Regions from separate parts of the Mus musculus genome. Here region 2 is linked to region 1. Evidence: chromatin contacts called from public HiChIP or PLAC-seq data. All regions are on one chromosome and are shown on one strand. The core of a region is the stretch at or near the end of the contact, and the rest is flanking DNA. Distances in the headings are between cores, read along the strand shown. Region 1 overlaps Jade2 (jade family PHD finger 2). Region 2 holds the start of Tcf7 (transcription factor 7, T cell specific).

Region 1 (5,326 bases), core at 1,839-4,338:
AGGTCAGACCACCAGGCAGTTCAGCAGATGAAATTGCGACCCGAAGTGACTCAAAGCACAGGTGAGAGGAAGGTCTGTTCAGAGGCAGTAAACAAGAGACGGGGCGGGGGATGCCGACGTCGACTGAGTTGTCACTACTACCGAGACGGGCAGGCAGACTAAGTCTATGTGGTAGCCGATGCCATCCGGATGCCCAGGATCCTTGGAGCCCACCCCACGCCCTCGGAGTCCATTTGGATAAGACACGTGTGTCCAATCCCCAAACTGAAGTCATTAATCTTTGCTTCTGATTTTGCTCAAACTCACTGTCGTACCTTGATAGTTTTGGAGTCGAGGTGGGTGAAGGTCCCGTGTGTTTTGCTCTTTGTGTATCTAAGTGGTGGCAATGGGGGAACCACGCTGGATTCACAGTCAGGGTTCTCCCCCCCTCAAAAGGGGGAGGGAGTCCTCAAAGTTTAGGACCACACTCACAGCGGCTCAGCCCAGGGACCGTAAACCAACAGCAGCAGCAGCAGCGGCGGCCTCCTCTGAGGCCTTGGGCCCTTTCTCTGTAGGTGTGTGCAATAACCGAGTCTCTGAACTTTGTTGCTAACCAATTCCTTTGAAGAGGAAGTTCAAGTCGACAGTTGTCAGGTCCGGGCTGTGCTGTGTATTATGGTCAAAAGATTCTTTGGCATTCTCAGAATGATTCGACTGGTTCACTGGACTTTTGCAAGGTTCTGGTTGGAGAAGTTCTGGCTTTCCCAGTGGCAGAAGTGACCCAAGAGTAATTCATAAAAGAAAAAAAAAAATGTTTTCACGGAATTCCTTTGTTCCCTGAGCTATCTATCACCCTGGGGCCACTCCATCAAAACTCTTCAGTACTACCTGGGGGCTTGGAGGAGGAAGGATTTGGGAAGGAGTAGGAAGGGGGGGCGTACAGTAGGGAAGGAAAGGGGTTAAGGCGCTAAGGGACAGAGTAATCCAGGAAGATCCAGCAACATTCAACCAGCCACAGCAGGCCAGCCTCGGCCTGCCCTGGGCCCCGGGATCCCACTACACTTGTTGGAAGGATGTTTCCACCAGGAAACCGAAGAGGAAGCTCATCTCTTAGCAGGACTAGGAAACGTCAAAAGGCAAACGGTCTGGTCTGGCCAGCTCCATAATGGAGACGGCAAGACTGTGGCCGAGACTGGCCCCAAAGGAAGAAAGAAGGAAGTTAGAGCCCCAGAGTGATTCTCTGCAGTGGGCTGATCTGAGCCCCAAGTCCCGGGCTGGGCACTGGCCCTCCCTTGGAGCCCTCCACCTGTACACGGGGAGGACCGTTTGGGGAGTCCCCTGAGTAAAGAACACAGCTCAGGAAGGATCCAGGGAACCCTTTCTCAGAGCTGCTTGGGCTGGGCACTGGCAGGGACAGAGCAGCAAGGGAGGAGGGGTTGCGGGCGGGCGGGAGGGCGGGCCTCAGATGGTGTGGGCTACTCAGGAGCCAGTGGGCCCCCTGCGCCCCCTCAGTGCTTTCTCATAGAGACTCGTTGTGCTTGTGACAGTGAATAGACTGGCTGGGTATCACTTGTTATATACTTCCTTACGGATCAGCGGAGTGCAGCAGGACACCTCCCCACCCAAAATGGACCCCAGTGCAACCTGGGGGGACAAGGCGGGGCAGGCCCTGGGATGGCCCATCTGCCATGAAATAATGCCCAAACGACAGTCTGTGTCACCCAATGGCAGTGGGCAGGAGCCCTGAGCTCTCTCCCTCACCTTGTCTACATCAAGCCAGAAGCCCAGCGATGTGGCATGGGCTGGGACCGGGGTGGCACATAGAACCTGGTATAGTCCCCCGTGGCCGGGGCCACGGGAGGAATCCTAATGTCCTAGGCCAGCACAGAGGAAAGACAACGGGGTGGAATTCAGAACTCTCTCTATATTAAAAATAAAACCACGACAGAGTGGTGGGTCTGAGACACTCAGCAGTTGGAAATGGCAGTTGTGATTGGGCTGAGGCCTTGTAGGGGGACCAGGGCAGGGCCTGGGTGAATTAGGAGGCCAGCACCCCCATGCGAACCACCTCCTCTGCCCCTGCCTCCCTGGAAGCTCGTTGTACCCCACTGTCCTCTGCCTCTACCTCAGAATCGCTCATCTCCTCATCAGAGAAGTAGCCGTCAGCCTCGGTGTCAAAATGCAGGCTGACCTTTGGCCTCTCGGCCACAGCAGACGGTAGTCCTGTCCCAGCATCGGATCTAGCACCCGGAGATTTCCGACTGACCTTCATCTCTCGGGGTGGCCGGAGCCTGCCCAAGGGTTTGGGGCTCACTGTAGGGCCAGGCACTTGGACATTTAAGTCGGAAGCCATGGGGGCTGTCTTGTCTAGTATCTCGGAGGCCAGTGGTGGAGGGCTTTCCAGTGTTGCTGGGACTGGACAGTCCCCAGCTGCAGGGCTGGACGGCAAATGAGAAGACGTCCTCCGTGGTGGCTTCCTCATGGGTGGTCCTTGCGTCCCCTTGCCATCCTGGGCCCAGGCCTTCTTGGGTTGCTTGTCTGGAGTGGTCCGTGCACTGGGCCCATCCTGCAGCGGGGATGGTTTCTTCTTGGCAGGCAGGCGAGTGCGGCCTCGGGCCTTTCTGGCAGGGTCACCAGGTCGTAGCGAGGGGTCCCTCATGAAGCTGAGCAGCGTCTCCTCATCTTGTAGCAATTCCTCTGACAGCAGACCTGGAGCAGGATCCTCCCGGTGCCCACTGTTCAAAGACCACTCGCTCATGGCCATGTCCTCTGCTGTGATCTGAACCGACTGTGCCAACCAGCTGTTGAAGAAAGTGCCGTCGATGGGGAACGAGGTGGATAGACCTGATGAATGGGAGACAGGAGGCAGGTGAGATGCCACAGGTGTGTGAGCTCAAGACAACCGACCCACCCAGGCAAGCCATCCTGTTCTGTCCACGCATCCCACCAGTGCCACCAAGTAGCAGAGGCCAGCCCCTGCTCACCAGGTTGGCTGACCCCAGGACCAGCTTTTTAAATTGTGGAGTGGAAAGGAGGAAGTGGTGAGTTAGTTCCTTGTTCAAACAGTAAGCATTTCAGTGGCAAGAGCAGACCGGCCAGCAGGGGGCGCTGCATCTTTACAGGCAGTGCCTCCAACAGCCTGCAGGAAACACCTGATAGAGCGAGCTCCCAGGGTGGCCAGGACCTTCAGTTTTGGGCCCGGTTTTACTGAGATAAATTGTGGCAGTGACTAGGGAACCTGATGTCACTTTTCTTGGTCTCTGGGTGGCTCAAGAAAGGTCAGCAGGTTTGTGTGGCTGGGTTGAGGGGGCAAGGCACAAAGAGCGGTGGAGACTCAGGAAGGGTGGAACAGGGATAAAGACCTCGCGAGCAGTGTAGTCCTGCCCACTCAGCATAGAGGTGATTTCCAGGGACCTCTGGGGGCATCCAGCACCCTGGCAAGGGCAGCTCCAGAGCTGGCAGAGCTCTATCTAGCCAGAGTGTCTTGGGATCTCTTGTGCGTGAGACGGAGCCACTGTGAGCCCTGGAAGAGGAAGGGCCTAAGCGGTCCGTCTCTGCTTCACGCTGCTTGGCCCTCTTCTGGGTGAAGTTGAAAATGGTAAAGTCAGCGTCTGCCAGGACACAAGGGCCCCTCACTTACCCAGCTGCCCCAGCACAGACTCGGGCCCAGCCTTCACTTTCTCTTTCTTCTCAGGGCTGCTGCCCTTGGGACCCTCTCGGCCTTTCCTTTTTGAATCATTCTTCTTGCCCTTTGACCTCCTCCCAGAAGGCTCTGTGTTGGAGAAAGAGTTAAACCTGAGTGGCTGCCTATGGGTCGTCTATCAACTGGGTCTACCAACAGTGGTACCAAGGTCAGAGTCAGTGTGGCAGAAACCGGGGCAGCGGGGGCAGCCCACAGCTCTATGAAGGATAGAGGAAGGCATAATAAGTCCTTGTGGGACCTAGACTTCAAAGTGCACTACGAACTGGACTACAAACCCCACAGACCCTGGAGAGTTCTACTGAGTGGAAAAGGTGACTGGATGCTATATGGACCAAATGCTAGGGTAAGGAGCTGGACATAGGGCAGAGAATCGTGATGTGGACATAAGAGGCTTAGACTCTGGGCCTGACACCACAGCCAAGCTCCTTGCCTCAGCCTCCAGTCCTGTTTGTGCAGCCAAGCACAAGACAGGAGGTGCGGGTTCTGTATGTGGTCCTTTGCCCTTTGGTCTGCAAAAGATGAGTCCCCGGCTGCTCAGCAGGGGCAGGGAGGCAGGAAGGCTTCTGGGAATAATGTCAAAAGAAGGCAGAGCTCTGTGTTCTGAGCTCTTCTCAGTCCCCAGAGCCTCTAATTAGACCTCAGTCTCCCGGCCTGTAACTCAGACCCCACACCTAGTATTACAAGGCCCCTAGACCGTCCATGTGTCACCCTGGTTACAGCCTTACATGTTTGTCTCACCCTGGTTACAGCCTTACATGTCTGTCTCACCTTGGTTACAGCCCTCCATGTCTCACCCTGGTTACCCTACAGCCTCCTTAAGCCCCTCTCTCCTCCATGTGCATCAACTTTAGGCATTGGCAATGCAATGCTCTTAACAATGGTTCCTACTCACAAGGAGCTTGAAGGGTCCTCAGACTCTAGGTTAGGGTGCAGACCCTCTGGTGTATAGGAGACCATGACAGAAGGTGCTATTCCTACCGTGCTGCCCTCAGCCTCCTTGAACACTGACACTTGTGTGTGGTCTCTAAGTACAGTAGAGTTCCCCTCATCGCTTCCACCCCGTGTGCCATGATTGACTGCACAGCCTGGGACCCCACTTTCCTCTCTTCTGGACTTGGGTAGGCTTCATGACTGTCAGTTCCATGGGGCCGTGACCTACGCTGACCTCTGTCATTAGCAACAGTCATTTTCTTCTCTCTTTTTGTCCCCTTTGATTACGCTGGGTTTGACTCCCAGCACCTGCACGGTGGCACGTGACCATCTGTAACTCCAGTCCCAGGGGATCTGACCTTCATAGGCAGACACCAGGGACACATGTATCACATGTACAAATATGCAGACAACACCTATGTAAACTAACTATGTGTAAGAAAGTGGTTCTTACATAGTCCAGGATGGTCTCGAACTCTCTAAGTAGCAGTGCATAACCTGGAATTCTTGATCTTCCTGCCTCTACCTCCCAAGGGTTAGAATTAGATGTGTGTTTGCACCATCTGGTTTTAGCCAGTGCTGGGGATCAAACCCAGGGAGGCTTCATGCCCTATAAAGTAAGCTACATTCCCAGTTCCTCAGAGGCCACAAGAGGGCGCTGGATGCCCTGGAACTGGAGGTATAGACAGTTGTGAGCTACCACATGGGTGCCAG
Region 2 (5,326 bases), core at 1,527-4,026, 470 kb after region 1:
CTCATATACATTACACACATGCACACACTTGTGTATATACACACATACACACACACACACACACATATATAACGAATAGTCTCTCTGCATTCCTACACATCTATGTCCCTAACCCAGCACCCCTCCAGCACAAGCCCCTGCTTCTGTCTTTGTTTCTTATTCTGCTCAGCAGCTGATACCATGGCCAGGAAAGTCAGTACCAGAGCCTACTCTCCCTCTCCCATGTTACCAGAAGGCAGTGATGAGGGCAGTGGCTGAGAAGGAGGGCAGGGGGACAGTGACGTGTAGTTATTCATCTGTTGTAGCTTGAGAAGGACCCCCAAAGCAAAATATGCAGAGCCCTAAACTAGGTGACTATGGTCCTGACTGTGGGAACCCACCATTCTCCTGCTCTTGGACCTCCCTGAGATCCATCACCCTTACCCTCAGGCTGAACAGTCACACCGCTAACTCATGCCCACCTCCGGCAGCTCTGGGCAGCTTATGTCTCTGGCTAAATCTGTGAGTAAACCTCCAAACCACACTGCCCTTTCCCCGTGTGGCTGGACAGTCCTGAACATCCACCTTGCCAGCAAGGTTCTGGGGGCTCTGCCTTTTGTCTCATCATGGCTACCGCAGTGAGCCTAGTCTCAGCCCAGACAATGCTTGCCAGTGACTTCAAAGGGGTAGGTTCTGCCAACTGACCCCCAGATGGCTTTACACCCATTAGGGGATTTTAAAAGGTTATCTTGGTTAAGCACTGTTTGTACAGGGCACAAGTCTCTATCTAGAGCATGTGGCACTGTCAAGTGGCAGTGTCAGGAGCCAGCCACCTCTTTACATACAAGAGAAGCACCTCATCTACCAAGCCATCCCAGAGCCGAAAGGCAGAGACAGACAGACAGAAGCCATCCCAGAGCAGAAAAGCAGACAGACAAACAGACCATTCTGTCAACACACACAGCTTACAGGTAAAGAATGGAGTCCACTTCTAAAGACTACCAGGTCTCCCTCGGCTAAGAGGCCTAGACTCCCTATCCTAGCCCCCTACCGGGGAGCCTTCTGCATGGGTCTGCCACTCGCCATCCAAGGCTCTACCCCGGGGCTCCAACCTGCACTGGGCTCACGGCGACACCCAACAGACCTCCATGCTTCCTGTACACCCTAACTCCTGACTGAGGACACTCTGGAATCCCAGTAGTTTTCAGGAACCCCAGAACTTTTCAAAAGTCATATTTGGCTGCTACCCAGCTCAGAACCAGCCCTTCACACTTTGCTTGCCTTGAAGGGCCAAAGCCATGGCTCATGATGAATACAGCCGTGTCGCCAAGCCTGACACTGATTCACGTTGCTGACCCCTAACCAACACCCTGATCTGTCCTACATTTAGCAAACCTTTCCTTGTGTGTGCGAGAGCAGCCCAGCCCGCTCAAAACCTACACCATGTGGCATGGGTCCTCGGCAAGGACTTATACACGGCAGTCAGGACACAGTGGAACTGGGCAACGGAAAAGATTAGGTCTCTTACCCAGTCTTCTCACACCCGAGTTCCCTCGCTTCTCTGAAGGAAAAAAAAAAAAGCTAACCACAGAGCTCTAGCTCAGAGCATGCACATCACGCTAGGGAATGGCATGGGCTCAGCTCAAAAACGTTTTCAACCCCACCGTGGGCCAACACAGGCACCTGCTTGAGCAAGTTGGGAAGACAAAGGTCAAAAGCAAGTGAGAAAGACTGGAGCCGGGGCGCTCCTTCAGAGATCTCCTTTTGGGTCAGACTCCTCTGGATGTTAACTGGGCAAGAGCATCTAGGAATTGGGCAGAGAAGTCCTTTTTTGTCCAAGCATCACCTGTGTGGTCAAGTAGGTAGCCAGCCCCATTACAGGGCCTGACTGCTTCGGTCACTTACCAGCGGGGGTTGAGGCTGCGGATGCTGCCCTGCTCCGGAGGCCGGTGGGTAGGGCATGAGCAGATTGAAGGCAGAGTAGACAGTCTCTTTGTACATGCCACTGGCACACTCCGGGGCCTTCAGGCCTGGAAAAACCACAGCTGGGTCAGACACCAGCCCAGCCAGCTGCTCCTAAGGACTGAAGGCTGTCTGCTCCGGAGGGGGGTTAAAAAAAAAAAAAAAACCCTGCCAAGGGGTCCCCTTCAAGTTCGTGACTTGACAGGGAACAGCGACCTCCGAACGGGTGGAAATATCCGCAAAGGCAAGTTTTTGAGGAAAGACCCCCGAGTCCAGACCTCCACTTCGCGACCGGGACTTGACTCCCTACCCCACCCTCCTGCTTGGGAACCTTAGCCAAGGCTTGCTCCTCAAGGCAAAGGATTAGTCAGTCACCTGGGCTGGAGGGGAGGCGGAGATGGCGGGGGTCTGTTTACTCCTATAAAGGTCAGGGCACCGGAAGTGACTCCAGCTCAGCGGCGCCCGGGAAACCCGCCCCCCACACCCCCACCCCCGGTTCTAGCGCCTTCTTCCCCAGCCGCGCAAAAACTCACCGTCCTCTAGGGACTCTGGAAGTTTGTCCGGGAAAAGTCTCTGCGAAGTGTGCTCCCGTCCCAGGGCCTGCAGAGCGAAGCAGAGGGGCCATGAGGAGCGGAGGGAACAGGAGGGGCTCCAGAGATGGGACCCACGAGGACCGTGGCGCGGGGGGGCGGGTCCGCACGCTACCAACTCGGGACGAGGTCCTCCGGGGAGGAGCGGGCCGGGCTCACCTCGGGCGCTCCCTCGGCTTCTCCATGTACTCGGACGCCGGGACCCGGGACCCCGGCGCCTGCGGCCGCGCCTTCGGACTCATTCACCAGTGAGGACTTGAGCTCTGCCAGGTCCCGCTCCGGGCCCACAGCGCTGTCGCGATTCTTATCGTCCTGTTCCTCGCCTTCGTCTTGGAAGGCCAGCAGCTCGTCGGGCGCGCCGAGGTCGTCGCCTGCGCCCGCGCCGCCCCCGCCCGAGTCCAGCTGCGGCATGGTGCGCTGCGCCCGCCGGGGCGCCGGGTGCGGGGCGCGGAGCCGGCCGGGAAGGCGGCGAGCCCAGGGTGCGGGGCTCCGAGCCCGGAGCGCGGCGGGCGGAGCGCACGCTGACTCCGCCTGAGCGGCCAGTGGGCGCGGGGCGAGGGCGCGGGGCACAGCAGCTTTGGGAGCCGGCGGGTCGGAACATCAAAGGCACCGCGGGCAGCGAGCCGGGGGCGGGGCGGGCGCCGGGGCGGGGCCGCGGTGGGAGGGGCTAACGTCCCAGGCCCCGCCCTCCCCTCCCTGGAGAGACCGGGACAGGCCCACTGGGAATAATCTTAAAGGGCTCGCTCTCCAGCTATTCTCTAACCTGAAATCCATTACTAAACTCTGGAACTCCATTTCCTTAACTATCATACAGCCACAACTTGCGTCCAAGTTGCGGAGAAGGTGGTTCCTTAGACCGGTGGAACCTGTGGATGACTTGGAACCTTGGTGTGAACAGCGTCCTTTGCTCAATCTGGAGGCTTCTTACGTCCCCGGGATACTAGATGGACCCTGACACACACACACACACACACACACACACACACACACACACAAACACCTGCCCTTTTGATCATCCCTGTGCCGATTAGGGACCTTATTCCAGACAGCCTGCTTACATAGACACAAGCATTAGCGCCTCACACATTTATTGAGCTCCTGCCTGTTGTTGCATGTGCAAATCAAACACTATAAATATATGACATGTGGTGGCTCGAGGCGAGGAAGGATCGTGGCCACTCACGTGGTTTCTCCAGCCCGCTATGACTTTTTCAACTAAGTTCGACGCTTAGAACCTGCTGTCCAGGAACTGAGACTTCCGGCGGCCACATGGGTCACGAAATTCTCTCTTGGGGTCTTTAGGCAGCTGCTCAGTCTGGGAAGTTGCATCCGGAGCCCATTGACTCAGACGCTAGTTAAGGCCGCGTCTTCAGTGGCATCTCCTTGGCACCCAGCATCGAATTCACCACGACCGATCACTGTTTCTGTAAGACACTAGGCCCTTTGGATAGCCATGCAGTAAACTGAAGGTCGCACACCTCCGCCTCAAGAACGTTTCGGTGTTGGAGTCAATGTAGACCTCTTCCACCTCTTGGGAAAGCAGTTGAAACAACAGTGGGTAATTTGTGAAGGAGGACACTGGCCGCCTCTCCGACTCCCGGCCCCACAGGACCCCTGGCAGCGGCGCAAAGCCGGCCGGAAGACAGCCGCACCGCCCCTCCCGGTCCAGGCCCAGCCTGCCTGGCGGAGGATCAAAGAGACCAGGCCTTGCTTCTCAGCGCTCAGATCCTATCAGCGCCCTGCCAGCGGGGCTTCTGAGTCCTCCAGCTCCCAGCCGGGATGCCCGTTTCACCTCCTTCTCAGCGATGGGGGGCTTGGCCATTAATGCTGAGCTTGGCAATAGAGATGCGGTGCAGAACCCGCCCTTGGCACCTCTAAAGTCCTTCTTCCGCAGGTGCCAGTTTGCTACTGATTTTGACCCCATCTTCTCTAGATTCGGGGGCAGGGCAGGGGCTCCAATGGAAAGCCTACAGGAGAAGAAGGGCCCAGGGGCGAGGCCTCCCCCTACGACCTCAGCTCCGAGGTTGTCCCGGCTAACTTTGGGGTGAGCACTTCTCTGAGAAAATTGCACAGAAATTGAGATCATCCTAAGCCAAAGCGCAGCAGATCCTCCTGTGTTTATAAACGACTCCAACTTTGGCAATGTCGCTTCCATGATAGTTGGCAGACCATGAAGTTTCAACTGACACAGGTCATTGGGGGTCGAATTTCTGAAGAAAAGTCAGGGCTGGGGAGGTGTGATTCTGCCCTCCAGGGTAATTTTTTTCCCCAGCTTGGTATTGCCCTTTTATCAAAGAACAAGGCCTTTCGGCTTTATTGGTGCAGAAGTAGCCTATCCTCAAATGTTAGTGAATATATATATATATATATATACCTTTATTTGGCAAGAGAAAATATTTTTTTTTCCTGATTTGTTAGCTTTCCCACCTTTGGATGGTTTCTTTGGATGACTTTATAGAGCTGTGAAAACCCCCCTTCCTGGGATCCACTGCCCTGGGGCATCCTGGCTCCAAGCCTCACCCCCTGAGGATGAGCAGTGAGGGGGAGGCAAGAGGGGAGAAAAGGAGCTTGTGGATAGGGAGGGCGGGGGTGGCATAGATGGAGTCTCTGCCTCCGCTTCCACACTGAGCATAGTGTAAAGGCTCGCTGCGTAGCAGCTGATGTAAACTCCCACAAGATGGTAGAACAGGAAGGAGCGCAGGCACAGGAGGTCGAGAGACCCGGAATGGGCTGAGAGGCCTAGGGGTGGGGAGTGGGAGAGAGGTGGAGGTGAGATTCATCTGGTGTGGAAAACC

The links. HiChIP or PLAC-seq counts read pairs in DNA pulled down with a chosen protein or histone mark.
Region 2: an H3K27ac HiChIP or PLAC-seq map of epiblast stem cells shows a contact between it and region 1, with 6 times the contacts expected there. The contact joins the promoter of Tcf7 here to the enhancer-like site in region 1. A contact is called at or near these places in 1 of 39 promoter capture datasets (embryonic stem cells), 1 of 15 datasets of contacts at CTCF or cohesin (large pre-B cells), 1 of 484 Hi-C or Micro-C datasets (embryonic stem cells), 2 of 115 datasets of contacts at active chromatin or transcription factors (embryonic stem cells and epiblast stem cells) and 1 of 9 other capture datasets (embryonic stem cells).

The regions. Positions count from the first base shown.
Region 1 is chr11:51,814,878-51,820,203 of GRCm38.p6, forward strand. Jade2 (jade family PHD finger 2) reads right to left here. Exons shown (of 13, transcript NM_001357588.2): 12 at 3,620-3,751; 13 at 1-2,823. The coding sequence ends at 2,018. Among named protein-coding and RNA genes, the nearest start is that of Gm30110, 38 kb to the right of the region's middle. Within about 2 kb of position 3,089, at least 59 of the 459 cell types and tissues checked have an H3K27ac peak or open chromatin away from gene starts, as enhancers often do. A contact at or near this core is called in epiblast stem cells, where this site is marked.
Region 2 is chr11:52,280,238-52,285,563 of GRCm38.p6, forward strand. It overlaps Tcf7 (transcription factor 7, T cell specific), which reads right to left and starts at 2,777. Exons shown (of 11, transcript NM_001313981.1): 1 at 2,691-2,777; 2 at 2,475-2,541; 3 at 1,885-2,009. The coding sequence starts at 1,980.